Linked DNA regions of Sus scrofa: region 2 is linked to region 1. The links are chromatin contacts, called in public HiChIP or PLAC-seq maps. All regions are on one chromosome and are shown on one strand. The core of a region is the stretch at or near the end of the contact, and the rest is flanking DNA. Distances in the headings are between cores, read along the strand shown. Region 1 overlaps SSC4D (scavenger receptor cysteine-rich domain-containing group B protein). Region 2 overlaps YWHAG (14-3-3 protein gamma).

Region 1 (7,567 bases), core at 2,837-5,336:
CTACAACTCCCCAGAACGGAAACGGTAAGTAAGGCAACGTGGGGGACCCCCTAGGTCTTAGGAGAGGGATCCAGGGGGGACTCTCCCATACCCGACCTTAGGCAGTGGGCAAAGAGGGATGACTGATGGGCGAGTTTGGTCATTCCCCCTCCCCACCCTGTCCCCTGCACCCCCTCAGGCCACTCACTGTCTGGATTCGGAAAGAGGATTCATTCTATGGGGATAATAAAAATAGCACAAGATTGGAGAAAATAAGAGGTGGAGGCTGATGCCCAATGTAATGCGACAGTTGATATGATGTAGAACAAGAAAGTGAAAATTCCCTTAAAGAAGGACAGATAGTTCCCCCCGGTTGGTGCAACAGAATCTTGGGAGCACTGAGATGCTTGTTCCATCCCATGGTGGGTTAAGGACCTGGCACTGATGCAGCTTCAGCTTAGGTCTCAGCTGCGGCTTGGATCTGATCCCTGGCCTGGGAACTCCACAGGCCCGCAAGGCAACAACAACAAAAAATTTTAAAAAGGGCAGATAAAAAGGCAAAGATGTCAGAGGAGGAAGAGGGTCCCATTCACCAGAGACCGGGGAGGGAGGGCTTTCTGGAGGAAGAGTTGTTGGTGCTGTACCTGGGAAGGACAGAAGGCTTTCACTGCAGTAATCAAGGAGGAAGCAGCACATCCTGGATGGTTAGGAGAGTGTGGATAAGGGAAGGGAGGACTGCTTTTAGGCAGGAAGTGACAGTCACAGGGCTCTGTTCTCAGATGCCGCAAAGCGCTCCCAATCTAGATTGTGAGGAGGCAGTGATTTGCAAGTGAGTGGATGAGCAGCTCCTCCTGGGTTTTAGGTCCTGGGACACCGTGCACGGTGGCTATACCGAGGGCCCGGGCATTGTGGAAGAGCATTGGGATGTGTGCACTTTTGGAGGGAAGAGGCAGCAAAGCCCTGTGGGAGATGCTCCCTGCCTCCACATCCCCCTACCTTTGTCACCAGGTGAGGGCAGCGTGCGCCTGGTGGGGGGCGTGGGCCCGTGTCAGGGCCGAGTGGAGATCCTGCACGGTGGCCTGTGGGGCACGGTGTGTGACGATGACTGGGGGCTGCCGGACGCTGCCGTGGTCTGCCGCCAGCTGGGCTGCGGGGCGGCCCTGGCAGCCACCACCAACGCCTTCTTCGGCTACGGCACGGGGCACATCTTATTGGACAACGTGCACTGCGAAGGAGGCGAGCCCCGTCTGGCAGCCTGCCTGAGCTTGGGCTGGGGCGTGCACAACTGCGGCCACCACGAGGACGCCGGCGCGCTCTGCGCAGGTGCGGGCTCCAGGGGTGGGGCCCGGGGGGAGGGCGGGGGGTGGGGCCCGGGGGGAGGGCGGGGGGTGGGGCCCGGGGGGAGGGCGGGGGCGGGGCCTGATTCAGGAGGAGGAAGCGGAGCGGGAACCGGCTTGAAGTGTGGTGCTTCCCTGAGCTCTCCACGGATGTGCGATTAGTTTTAGTTTCTCATTGCTGCTCTAACAGTACCTCAGAAAATTTTAGCAGCCTCTGTGGTAGACTCCACTTCTATGTAATGCTGCTGTGTTACCCCATCAATACTCCAGAATTATCTAACAGTACTCCAAAATCCCTGCCTCCGGAATTTTCTAGCACCTTCTAAGTGCTGTTACAAAATAATTTCAGAGGAGTTCCCGTCGTGGCGCAGTGGTTAACGAATCCGACTAGGAACCATGAGGTTGCGGGTTCGGTCCCTGCCCTTGCTCAGTGGGTTAAGGATCCGGCATTGCCGTGAGCTGTGGTGTAGGTTGCAGACACGGCTCGGATCCCACATTGCTGTGGCTCTGGCGTAGGCTGGTGACTACAGCTCCGATTGGACCCCTAGCCTGGGAACCTCCATATGCCGCGGGAGCGGCCCAAGAAATGGCAACAACAACAACAAAAAGACAAAAAAAAAAAAACAACAAAATAACTTCAGAGTAAAGTAATAGTACTCTAGAATCTAGAATCGCTCCAGAGGTACTCCAGATTTCTTCCACTGTAACCCAGGTATGTCCCCAGAATTCTCCTTTTTTTAAGATCTCAGAATGAGTTATTTATTTATTTAGGTGAGGGTGAACAGATGTGAAAATTTGGCACACTAGTTGCTTTTAGAACTGTTTTCTTAAAATTTGTTGTTGTGGTTGATACTCTGTTAATAGTATGTTTCCTGAGGTTCCCTCTGTGGCTCAGCGGTTAACGAACCCAACTAGTGAGTATCCATGAGGATGGAGGTTCCATCCCTGGCCTCACTCAGTGGGTTAATGATCTGGTGTTGCATTGCGTTGCCATGAGCTGTGGTATAGGTCGCAGACACTGCTCGGATCTGGCGTTGCTGTGGCTGTGGTGTAGACCAGCGGCTACAGCTCCAATTCGACCCCTAGCCTGGGAACTTCCATATGCCCCATGGGAGTGGCCCTAAAAAAAAAATACACACATACACACACACACATATGTATAGTGTTTTTCCTCACCTGGCCTCTCTCCCATTTTGAGAGGTTTTTTGGGAATAGGAATACTGAGACGAATAATGGCATTTCACAAATGGACTCCACTCTACCAGGTATGAAGTGCTTGCTCATGCCTCACAGCAAACCAGGGGCCATTATTCCATTTTACAGATGAGAAAGCTGAAGCTCAATGAGGCAGAGCCTTACCACACAGCAAGCCCTGGAAAACCCTCAGCTAACCTTGCTGTGTGCATGGTCTTGGGCATGCCCCTTCCCATGCTAGTGTTATTTTATCTGTAAGATGGGGTAATGAGTTTTGCTCTGCAAGTCCCTTACGACTATGCATGGCCCTCCCTGGTGGGCAAGGCCTTCTTTACCGCCCCTCCTTGGACACATAGTGGGTTTCTGAGAACACTGGAGAGAAATGAAAGCCCAGCTGTGAAAGTCCTGTATAAACTGACATGTGCATGTTGGCAGCACAAATAAATGACAAGAACTGGCAAAGTGGGGCAGACCTCTTTGGACCCTTCCTGGGGCTGAGCCCCCAGCTCTGGAACTAAAACCTGTTGTCTTCTCCAAGGAGACTGTAGTATTCTTTCTGATAGCCCAAGGCTGATCAGGAACCAGGACCTTGGCCTCTGACCCTGCTACCTTCTCTCCTGCTCTAGTCCTGGGCCGCCCGACTCTCACAGCACCACTATCCTTGGCCACAAGAGGGGCCTGGGCCTGGCACACAGAGCCAGAGGGTAAGGAACCCAGCCCTCCAAGCTGGAATGGGAGGGGCGAGGTGGGCAGGGCTGGGAACTGGGAAGGCTGTTCTGGATCCATGGGGAGGAGGCCTGGGCCAGCAGGCCATGGCTTTTGGCCAGATGGTAAAGAGGGGGGTAAGAGAACTGGTGTGTAGATGGAGCAAAAAGGATGAAATCTAGAGCTCTGAAAAGTTCAGCGGGGAGGGAGGAGCCAGTAAGAGATTTCTTCAAAGCTCTGAAATAAAATGTGGATTGGTGCTCAGGTTGGAAACTGAAAGAGGCCTTGTGAGAGCTGAGATAAAAAACTGAAGGAGAGAAGTACATTTTGGAATTAGGGCTGGAACTATCATTGGGATTGAAATTAGGGTAATGCCTGGAAATAGGATTCCGTTCATTTCCCTCAAGCTTCCTAAGGACCCCATCAGAGCTGACAACATGGTGACTCTAGGACTGAGGCTGAGGGCAGGGTGCAGGTGTGGTACAGTTGAGGCATGTCAGAAGGCCTCCCTGTCCCCCACAAGAGCTCTAGATGCCCTGTCTCCGCAGCTACAGGAGTTGGTGCCCTGCCTTCTAGGGAGCCAGCAATGTTCACCACAGCCGCCTGGGCCGCGGGGAAGAAAAGTAAGTGGCAGAACCCAGGTTGTGGCGGGGGTGGGAGAGGGTGGGGCCAGGGCTCCGCCTGGAACCGGCAGCCCCAGTCCAGCCCCTCTGGCCGCGGGCCTGTGCGCCCCGCAGGCGGGCGGCTGCGGCTGGTGGGCGGCCCGGGCCCGTGCCGCGGCCGCGTGGAGGTGCTGTACGCCGGGGGCTGGGGTACCGTGTGCGACGATGACTGGGACTTCGCGGACGCGCGCGTGGCCTGCCGAGAGGCAGGCTGCGGGCCGGCCCTGGGTGCCACGGGCCTCGGCCACTTCGGCTACGGCCGCGGCCCGGTGCTGCTGGACAACGTGGGTTGCGCCGGCACCGAAGCCCGCCTAAGCGACTGCTTCCACCTGGGCTGGGGCCAGCACAACTGTGGCCACCACGAGGATGCTGGCGCGCTCTGCTCAGGTGAGGCGGCGGTAGGACCGCGAACTCGCTGCGGCGGGGGCGGGGCAGAGCTCCGTCTGAGGAATGGGCGGGGCCTTGCGCAGGCGTGTTCTGCGGCGCCGGCGTGAAGAGGCGGACCCTGAGGAATGGGCGGGGCCGCGCGTCAGCACGCGCCGCGGCGCGGGCGGGGCGGGGATCTGTTGGGGAAATGGGCGGGGCCATGCGTAAGGCTCTCTGCGGCACTGCGGCGTGAGCCGGGAAGGACTCACACTCCGCAGAGAGAGACGGAGCCCACCACGGACGCTCTCTGCGGCTGCGCGGCAAGGGCGGGGCCGGGAAGGGAGCGCCCTCTGCGGCAGCGAAGGGCGGGGCTCGAGCTGAGGGACCGAGTCCTGGGATCAAGCGTGGAAGAGGCTATGAAGGGCGTAGCCCGGGCGCATTTGCTCTGCGGCGTCGGGACCCAGAAAGCTCTAGCTGGCAGAGAGAATTGATCAGCTCTGACCTTTGGGAGGAGTCCATGGAAAAGGGGTGTTTGCAAAGTCTGACATTTAAGAATGCATCTCTTCATTGATTGGTGTAGGAATTGATATTTTTCACCGTTGTTTGGTGCTCTGGTAGCCTTGGCCACAAAAGGCTAGGCTACAAAGGATTCTGCTTTAGTTCCCAGGATGAAAAGCACAACCCCTATTTCTTTTCCAAGGAGCAGGGACCTGTGAAGTGCTCCCTGACCCTAGATCAGGTTTCTCTTGGAAGGTAAGAGATGACCTGGCTTGGGGAACAATATGACAACCACCTTTTTCTTTGTCCTTGCTGAGCCAGGCCCAGAGGAACTAGTCCAACAGGATGGTTCTGAGACCACCCGGGTACCCACTCCTCGGCCCAGGGACGGTAGGTGCCCACAGTCCCTAAGAGTGAGGCTGAAGGCAGCAGGATAGGAAGAACCAGAATTAGAGGGAGGTCGCAGCCTGGGGTCACACAGCAGAGTTGCACCAGATCCCGGAATTTTTGTTCGTGCTAGTCTAAGGCCTCGTTAATAGAGATGGGCTATCCAGAATAATGGAGGTAGGTTTTAAGCTATAGCAACCTAGAGATTTCTAGAGTTGGGACCAAAATGAGAGGATGGGGCTCCTGTCCTGAGGAGAGCAGTGAAAGAAGTCAGAGTCCAGGGGGGAAAGGAGATGATGACCTTCAGGGGATCACAGTTTATAGGGAGCAGCCCTGGGGCCGAGGTATTGGGATTGTGACCAAAGAACCAAGAAAAGAGCAGACATAAAGCTCCCCGCCGGCACAGAGCGCCCCACAAAAGCCTGTACGCATTCTCCTGGTCTGAAGATTAGGTCTGGCCTGATGCCCATACTATTTTAATCTCATTTGTCTGCCCTCCTCCAGTGGCTCCCAGGGCAGCACCCTCCCAAACCACGGCCTTCTGCCTCCTCTATCTACCCGTCCCCTGGCCTCGCTTGGGAGTGGTCTGGCTTGGGCCAGCCCCTTCTAGCCCCAAGCCTTCTCCTCCCACAGGGCATCTACGTCTGGCCAACGGAGCCCATCGATGCGAGGGGCGTGTAGAGCTCTTCCTAGGACAGCGCTGGGGCACTGTTTGCGATGACGCTTGGGACCTGCGGGCAGCCGGTGTCCTATGTCGCCAGCTGGGCTGCGGCCAGGCCCTGGCAGCCCCTGGTGAGGCCCACTTCGGCCCAGGACGAGGCCCTATCCTCCTGGACAATGTCAAGTGCCGTGGGGACGAGAGTGCCTTGCTGCTCTGCTCACACATCCGCTGGGATGCTCACAACTGTGACCACAGCGAGGATGCCAGTGTCTTGTGCCAGCCGGCATGACTCAGCCCGTTTGTTCTGCAGACCACCTCCTCTGGGAGCCTCCTGTGACCTGCCCCTCTTCTTCCAGGAAGTCCTCCTGTGATAACTGCAGTTCACTCTGTTCCTCTCTCCCCTTGTCTGGGAGAGAGCCTGTCCAGTTGGTGTGGTCCTTCCTGGGGGAGCCTGGTTCCACCCCATCAACTTGGCATGTGACCTCACCTGTTATCACCTAACATGGGTCCAGTTCAATGAAAGCTCTCGCTTTCTGCTCAGCTAAAAACAGAAAATAGTGGGAAGGGAGTAACTCTTAACTTTCCTCTTTGGCGGGGCTCCTGTTATAGCATCCCTGCTCAGGGTCCAAGAGTTTCAGGGGCTCTCTGTAAATGGAGTATCTCCCTTCCCCCATCCATCTTGGGATCCCCAAGAAGAGGGAAGGCAGGAGCGGCCTATGGCTCTTACCTTAGACTGCCTGGGGCTGCAGAAGAACCTGAGCCGTTGCCCTGACCTCTCCATGAGGGCCTAGGCTCAGATGGTGCTTGGCTGGACAGGGGGACTCGAGGGGCCAAAGCAGGGACAGCGGCCCCTCCCTGCAGCTGAAACCAGCATCTCGGATTGATGCTGCCCCCACCACAGAGCCTCCACTTTGCAGAAGCAAAGAACCGTGGGGGCCTGTAGCCTCTCATTCCATTAGGTGCCAAGTTAATAAAGCATTGTCCCCTGTTTGTTACCTGGGCGTTTGGGCATAAGTGTGTTGTTTGCGGCAGCAGGAAAGACTCGGTTAGGACTTTGTGGAGGAAACCTGCTTGGGGCTGAGGGCAGTTCAAGAGCATCGTCCAAGAGCTTTCCACAGGCCTTCACATCCTAGAAATGCTGACTCATGGTGCCAGGCCTGGAAAGCCTCTAGAGGGTCCTCTAGCCCATCCCCTCGCCCAACTTTGCTTTCACCTACAGAGAGACCTAGGTGTGCCAAAGGAAGAGGGCTACTCAAGGTCACAGAGCAAGGTGGCACAGTCACTGGAAGAGGAACATTTGAGAGCAGGCAGAAAGGGTGATGAGGGAGAGAAGGGCAGCAGGGGGTTCCCTCAGGGGCTGCTCTGGGGGCATCTCACCTGGAGCCCCAGGGCCTTGGAGAAGAGGGGACCCTGCCAAAGCCTCTCAGCCCCAGGGTGGTAACTTGGTAGCCCCAACTGTCTGACCCCAAACCCCACCCTCCACGTCTAGCCTGCAGGCTCTGGATGAGTTTCCTATCCTGCCATAACAAATTACCACAAATTTAGTGGCTTAAAACAAAACAAATTTATTTTTGAGGTTGTGAGTCTGAATTGGGCTTCCCTGGGCTAAATTCAAGGTGTTGTCAGGGCGTATTCTCTCCGGACGACCTAGGGAAGAATCTGGTTCCTTACCTTCTCCAGCCTCTAAAGGCCACCTGTGTTCCGTGCCTGCTCATGGCCTTTGGACCAGCAGTTGCATCACTCTGACCCCAGTTTCCATCATCTCATCTCCTTTTCTG
Region 2 (7,213 bases), core at 214-2,713, 45 kb after region 1:
TAGTTTAAGGAATTGTGAATGACTTCGTGCTCCAAGACAGGGTCGGAAAGTCATCTAAATAGACTTCCAAGAATCTCAAGGGTTGCTAATCTAGGTAGAACAGTTTTTCTCTTCATCAACTCCAAGGGGAGAACAGCTGATACTAATTAATATCTGATTCCTTAGCAGCTGGGATTTGGGGAGTTCTGGTTTTTAAACTGTTGGTGAGAAATAACACATTTTTCTAAACTTTTTGCCAACAGCTCTGTCTTAACTCACCACAAGAAATTTGCGCTTGAGCTAGTATCATAGGGGTTGAGAAGAGAAACCTTAATTTTGTTTTTAAGCAGAACATAAAACACTAGAGAATTTATAAACTGTCCACGTTTTCCAATAGCCATGATAGTAAATTTGGGGTACCATGTTTCTAAGTGTTGCATTCTTCGATCAGTGACTGTGCTGTAAAGCAGTACCTTCCTTTCCAAATGACGCATAGCTCACATCTTCCCACATTGGTTAAACCTCTCTGGATGCTATGTGAATAATGTTTTTGACCTTCTGGAAAGATGATGACTTTTGAAAGTAGTATTGTTGGGATCTCTATTTTAATGTAAAAATCACAGATTAACTCTTACAAGTTATTTTGATCTTAAGGATTTTTTTTAAAGTCTGATTTATGGTTTTTAGAGAACTCTTTCCTTTGAGCAGACTTTTTTTTTTTTTTAAGAATGAAAGCTTTTCCCCTCTAACTTAGTTTTTCAGTGGCACAGAACATCTGGGCATGTTCCAAATGTGGTTGAGTTACTGTATCTAAAGGTGAGGGTGGCATTTCATCCTCTCCATGTTCCGCTTTGTCTGGGGCAACTAGACAGACTTTACAGAAGCACGAGTGGCTGCCTTCGGGCTCTGCCACCCAGCGTTTGCAGCAGGAGGAGACCTCATGGTATAGAGTAGTGGTGAGGCGATCGAGCTTTAAATAGTCGCTGGCTCTTGAAATAAGGACAGCATGATTTGGGGAAAAGGCCAGGACCCCATCTCAGTGGCCTTGGGTACGGTAGCTTCTTGCATTGGGGACAGTTATCAGGTTACACCAGAGGCGACTAGTCTCCAGTATCTGCACTATCTGTGCGTTCAGTGAATACGGGCTCGTGTCCTGCCGTTGCAGTGTGCGGGCCCAGGGCCTGCAGAAGCCTCAGCCTGTTTGAAAGCCAGTCTGGGGAGTTATTCCAGGCTACGTCATAGTAAAGTTTCTGGAAAGGAAGTGATGTAACGTATGTAGCTAAGGAAGTTTGAACTTAGACTAGAAAACAGCATGAAATGGAGAAGAGATACTTGATACAGGAAGATAAGCTCAGAAATGCTAAGTTTAGAGGCCTCCCATGGTCAAAGTTAAAATGTAGAGAAACTGCTCAGGGTATCCTCAAGAGTCATTGCTCGCATCTCTGTAGCACAGTACTGTGCTGGGGGCACGTTCTCATTCATCTGACATGCCCTTATGTGACCTCGTGAGAGAGACGGAGATCTGTCTCAGAGATATACAGACCAAGGCCCAGAGATGCAATGGCTTGTCCCCCAGATCACTTAGTAAAGGGTGGGACTGGAAAGCCCTCGTCCTCTGGGTTATTTGCATAAACATTAGAAACAGGAGTGACGTGGTCTGAAGGCTGGGAATGCTTTCTCCACGGTCTGGAAGGTATGGAGAAACAGAGATGAGGCGATAAGCCTCTGTTCAAAGGAAGTAGGGTTTCCATGGGGGGCCGGGCGGGACCCAGAGAGTACAAAGCTCCTCACTTCTGGTTTCCCTCTGTCCTGAGGTCAGTAGTCCCAAACCCTGTTCCCCACTCTGCTTCTGTTTCACTTGGGCCTCCTTTGGTAGAGCTGCTGTTCTCTAGCATTAGAGTGGAGAAGCAGACATGTGTAGTAAAAGGTCAGCATAAGAAAAACCACTAAAAGCTTAGGAAATACTTGAATGTATATTATTTGCTGGATGTTGTGAGAGTTACAGCATGGGTGTTTGCCTTGTAAGCAAAGCGTGATCATTTCATTCAAAGAGTGAATTGCTTTCAGTAAACTAATAAGTATGGTTTACATTCTGATTTATCTTAGAGGTACTATTTAAATTTTACAGCCAGTTTAATTGAGCATAACCCCTTCACAGCATAACCCCCCCCCTTTATAAAAGAGGAACACCTACTGAACGTAGATGATCCTTAAATAGACGTCACTTGGTATCCCAACCCCTCCTTCCCCAGATGGTTAGCATAGCTTTTCTTGGATTATATGCCACTACCTTTTTTTTTGGTCTTTTGTCTTTTTAGGGCCACACCCAAGGCATATGGAGGTTCCCAGGCCAGAGGTCTAATCAGAGCTGCAGCTGCCGGCCTACACCACAGCCACAGCAACGCGGGATCCAAGCACATCTGCGACCTACACCACAGCTCACAGCAATGACAGGTCTTAACCCCACTGACTGAGGCCAGGGATCCAACCTGCATCCTCACGGATACTAGTCGGGTTCGTTAACCACTGAGCCCCGACGGGAACTCCATATGCCACTATCTTTCACATCTATAAGTAATATGATGTTATGTGGACGCCGTGGTTGATCTAACACAGAGAACAGAGTAGCCCATTTAACTGGGGTGGGAGGAATAGAAATGGGAAAGATTTCATAGAGGACATGAGTTTCATTTGATTCTTGACAACTGTGTTAAGTAGTTTGCAGGCGGGAACACTGGGAAATAGTGTAGGCAGAGGCAGAAGAACAAAGGGCAGAAGTATGAAGTTTGTTGCAGTTACCATGTTACCACTGAAGTACCAGTACATGAGAAGATGAGGTGAGCGAAGCATTTAGTCTGTTGTAAGACACATAATCTGGCATTCCTGATGTTGCCATTGACGTAGCCTGTACCAATTTAGATATGGTAGTTAACCATACAAATAAAAATGTGGCCCCAGGATAGGGAGGGTTCTGTCCTCTTTCTCTTTCTTTCTTTCTTTCTTGCTTTCTTTCTTGCTTGCTTTCTTTCCTTTTCTTTCTTTTCTTTCTATTTTTTCTTTCTTTCGTCTTTTGCCTTTTCTAGGGCCACTCCTGTGGCATATGGAGATTCCCAGGCTAGGGGTCTAATCGGAGCTGTAGCCACCGGCCTACGCCAGAGCCACAGCAACGCAGGATCCGAGCCGCGTCTGCAACCTACACCACAGGTCACGGCAACGCTGGATTCTTAACCCACTGAGCAAGGGCAGGGACCAAACCTGCAACCTCATGGCTCCTAGTCGGATTCATTAACCACTGAGCCACGACGGGAACTCCGAGTTCTGTCCTTCTTATAAAACTTTCTATTTCATGTCCTTGTCAGATGTCTAAAGGTGCATGACTCTAACATCACAGAAATCAGGTAATATAAATTAAATAAATAACTTTAGTCACTTGATTCCATTTCCTATATGTAGTTGATTGGTAGTCATAAAAATACGGAATATTGGTGTATGTTGCTTAATTTTCCTCAAAGCTCTTAGTCATTGGGACTTCCCTTGCCGCACAGCGGATTGCATACCTGGCATTGTCATGGCAGTGGCTCAGGTCTCTGCTGTGGTGAGAGTTTGATTCCTGGCTTGGGAACTTCCACATGTTGCAAGCATGGCCAAGAAAAATAAATAAGTACAATGGAAAGAAGCATTCATATCTGTATGAATGGGTCACTTTGCTGTACAGCAGAAATTGACAGAACATTATAAATCAACTATAACAGAAAAAAATAAAAAGGGAAAAAAAAGAAGCATTCATTCCTATTGGTCTCCTCAACTCAGAAGTGCTTTTTTTGCTCACCTCTCCATCTTTTTGCTAATTGTATTCAAGTATTTATTCTCTGAGTTGCAAATATCTCAGTAATTATAGAGTCAATCCCATGCCCCCAATTTTTACTTTCTTTCTGAGGTTTGTAATTTATATTATCCTTTTTGCTTTTTCGGCCACCCAGTGGCACATGGAATTCTCAGGCCAGGGATCAAATCTGAGCTGCAGTTGTGACCTACGCTGCAGCTGCGGGAGGTGGGATCCTTTAACCCACTGTGCCAGGCCCGGGGATTGAGCCTGCATCTGCATCCTGGTGCTGCAGACACGGCACTGACCCCACTGCACCACAGCAGGAACTCTAGTTTATACTAACGTAAGAACAGAAAAGTTTCTTTGTTTCTCAAAAGTCAACTTTGAAGTTGACTCGATATATTCTCACCCAGCATGCAAGATACTCTCATCCAGAGGGCTGGGACTGAAATTTGGCAGGTCAAGCTTAGAAGCTGTTATTCCATTTTCTTTAAAAAACTGATGCTGTATGGAAGCCATCTCTAGTTAAAGTCCTGAGGATTGGTATCTATGTAATGTTGCATGAGAGCTGTTGACCTTTTGTAATGTAGATCGAGATTTGGTTTGTCATCTTACGGGAGAGCTACGTGACACGTGTGTGTGTCCTTTTCTAGGAAGGAAGCAGGAGTTGAGGCACCAGTGATCCAGCTGCAGTTTTTTTTCCTTGGTTGTTGCTCGTCCCACCTCCGTCCCCCTTCCATAGAGCTGCACGGCCTAACTTCTCTGACTGTTAATGACCTTAGCAGCTGATGTTTTAGCGGCATAAAGAAGTGATTAATCCAGCTGACATCATCTGTACCGTAACAACTCTGTCTTCTTTCCTCCTTAATAGGTGACAGAGCTGAATGAGCCACTGTCCAATGAAGAAAGAAACCTTCTCTCTGTGGCTTACAAGAATGTAGTCGGGGCGCGCCGTTCTTCCTGGAGGGTCATTAGTAGCATTGAGCAGAAGACCTCTGCAGATGGCAATGAGAAGAAGATAGAGATGGTCCGTGCTTACCGTGAAAAAATAGAGAAGGAGTTGGAGGCCGTATGTCAGGATGTGCTGAGCCTGCTGGATAACTACCTGATCAAGAATTGCAGCGAGACCCAGTATGAGAGCAAAGTGTTCTACCTGAAGATGAAAGGGGACTATTACCGCTACCTGGCCGAAGTAGCCACTGGAGAGAAGAGGGCGACCGTCGTGGAGTCGTCTGAGAAGGCCTATAGCGAAGCCCATGAGATCAGCAAGGAGCACATGCAGCCCACTCACCCCATTAGATTAGGCCTGGCCCTTAACTACTCCGTTTTCTACTATGAGATCCAGAACGCCCCGGAGCAAGCCTGCCACTTGGCCAAGACCGCTTTCGATGACGCCATCGCCGAGCTTGACACCCTCAACGAGGACTCCTACAAGGACTCCACGCTCATCATGCAGCTCCTCCGCGACAACCTCACGCTCTGGACAAGCGATCAGCAAGACGACGACGGTGGAGAAGGCAACAATTAAGGCCCCAGGTGGACTGGCAGCGCACGCTGATGCTACTACTGCAGTCTTTATTTTTTCCCATGAGTTGGGGGTCGGGTGGGGGAGGGAAAGGGAGGGATGACCTTCCTAGGGAGAAACCCACGACCTGTCCTGTCTTTGATCGCCTCTTTGACATTTTTGCCAAAATACCACTAGTGGAAAGTCAGGCTAGCTGTGCTGGTATTGGAATAGCAGCCTCACACTGGCTTATGGACTGTTCTGTAGATTAATGCAAGTGGAGCTGTCTTTAATTTAACTTATTGCTAGAACATAGGGTTTAAAGATGAATTGAAAACTTAAATGGAATGGCCCTCATTCAATAAGTTCTGTGGTTCCAGTAAGGATTTTTATGTACATATGCTCTTGTCTTAAGTTTTGGGTACTTTCTGTCTCATCTGTTTTAGCTGTGCATTTTTTTTTCAGGGTGTACTCTACCAGACATGGAATAGTTTAAATCCCAAGCTGATAGACTTAGAACATAAGGTATATTTATCCTTATGGGTTAGGCGTTGCCAGTTTTCAGAAGTTCCTGATTGGTTGACAGTATTAACACTAAATTGCAGTTTACAGTATTTCTACATTACAGCCATATGTAACATCAAGCCATTGATTGTGTATTTTTCTTTACTGTGGCTTGTACGTCCTTATTCAGCCTTATCCAGGTTGGTTTTGCTGTTCTCTCTCTCCTAGGCCGGAAGGCTTGCCTGAGGAGAATCAGAGCTACTTTAGGTTTTGGTTAACAGGTGCTTGGCAGGTGGCTGTGGGATTTTTTTTGGTCCCTTCTTCTTAACTTAAACCCACCACAAAAATTATTAATCACTTTAATAGAAACATTAAACACCACAAAAATAGAGAAAATTCAGGTCTGTATGTCATTTATTATGTTGATATTTTCAGAGAAATCCTGATTTTTAAGCTGCCGCAGCTCCTTCCTCAGGAATTGGGCTGCCCCTTCTCGTTCCACTTGAGTCTTCCCCACTGTACCTCAGTGGCACTCGTTCGGATGGGTTGAAAAGCCCCCATGGGTTGTAGAAGCTGGTGGTGGTTCTGAGAAACCTCGTGGTGCAGTGTGTGAAAATTCAGGTGCCAGGAGCTAACTGGTAGAAAAATCCTAAAGGAAGAGCCCTGTGCATAAACATTCTGTCCAATTTCGAGAGCCTTGTAAGTGTGTCAGTTTTTCTCTCTGAAAACACTCCTTCCCCAAATAATCATTGTAGGAAAATAAGCTAAAATCACTATCAGATAATAAATATTTAACTCCTATTTGACCAAAACTTTTCCTATGTATTTGTTTCCTTTTTAACAAAAGCATAGAGGTTGGAGATGGATTTCGCTTGTGCCGTCTGTGCACGTTTTAGAATTGAAGGGAAACCACGATGCTATTTCCACAAGTTTGTGTCCGTTAGCCTTGGGTCCTTCATTCTCATTTTGGATTAAGTTTTTCTGAAAACACGACCTGTCGCATGTGTGTTCAGCCTTTTTTATAAGATAGTAACAGCATGAACTTCCAAGATAGGTAATGACACTGGGCTCATTTGTTTCTTTGCTTTATTTAGGCAAGGAGAGGAATGAGTCATTGAGGAAAACCTGAGCCTCCAGTTGTGAAATACACACATTGACCAGGATCCAGGTGGCAGTGAAGCCAGAAGAGTGTGGCGATGCCCTGTAACGTAGCACAGTTTACCCAGCATGACTTTCCTTAGGAGGTCCCCTCACATGCTAGAGCAGAAGTCCCAACTAACCGAACCTGTTAGAAGAGCCAACGGAAGAGAGCTTTACAGCTTCTGTCCCTGACGGGGGCCTAAGGTCAAAGCTATGGATGGGAACAGTTGCGGGGGAGGGAGGTGGGGGGGGGTTGGGGG

What was found. HiChIP or PLAC-seq counts read pairs in DNA pulled down with a chosen protein or histone mark.
Region 2: a contact with region 1 is called in an H3K27ac HiChIP or PLAC-seq map of alveolar macrophages. The contact joins two enhancer-like sites. A contact is called at or near these places in 2 of 5 promoter capture datasets (fetal liver and liver), 11 of 47 Hi-C or Micro-C datasets (embryonic fibroblasts, fetal liver, heart right ventricle and 5 more) and 2 of 2 datasets of contacts at active chromatin or transcription factors (alveolar macrophages and skeletal muscle).

Annotation. Positions count from the first base shown.
Region 1 is chr3:9,967,540-9,975,106 of Sscrofa11.1, forward strand. It overlaps SSC4D (scavenger receptor cysteine-rich domain-containing group B protein), which reads left to right. Exons shown (of 11, transcript XM_021086292.1): 6 at 1-24; 7 at 988-1,302; 8 at 3,137-3,214; 9 at 3,764-3,838; 10 at 5,063-5,131; 11 at 5,762-6,791. The coding sequence ends at 6,078. Among named protein-coding and RNA genes, the nearest start is that of SSC4D, 11 kb to the left of the region's middle. Within about 2 kb of position 4,087, at least 68 of the 83 cell types and tissues checked have an H3K27ac peak or open chromatin away from gene starts, as enhancers often do. A contact at or near this core is called in alveolar macrophages and fetal liver, where this site is marked.
Region 2 is chr3:10,015,223-10,022,435 of Sscrofa11.1, forward strand. It overlaps YWHAG (14-3-3 protein gamma), which reads left to right. Exons shown (of 3, transcript XM_005661962.3): 2 at 4,677-5,341; 3 at 6,908-7,213. The coding sequence ends at 5,333. Among named protein-coding and RNA genes, the nearest start is that of HSPB1, 21 kb to the right of the region's middle. Within about 2 kb of position 1,464, at least 6 of the 83 cell types and tissues checked have an H3K27ac peak or open chromatin away from gene starts, as enhancers often do. A contact at or near this core is called in alveolar macrophages and fetal liver, where this site is marked.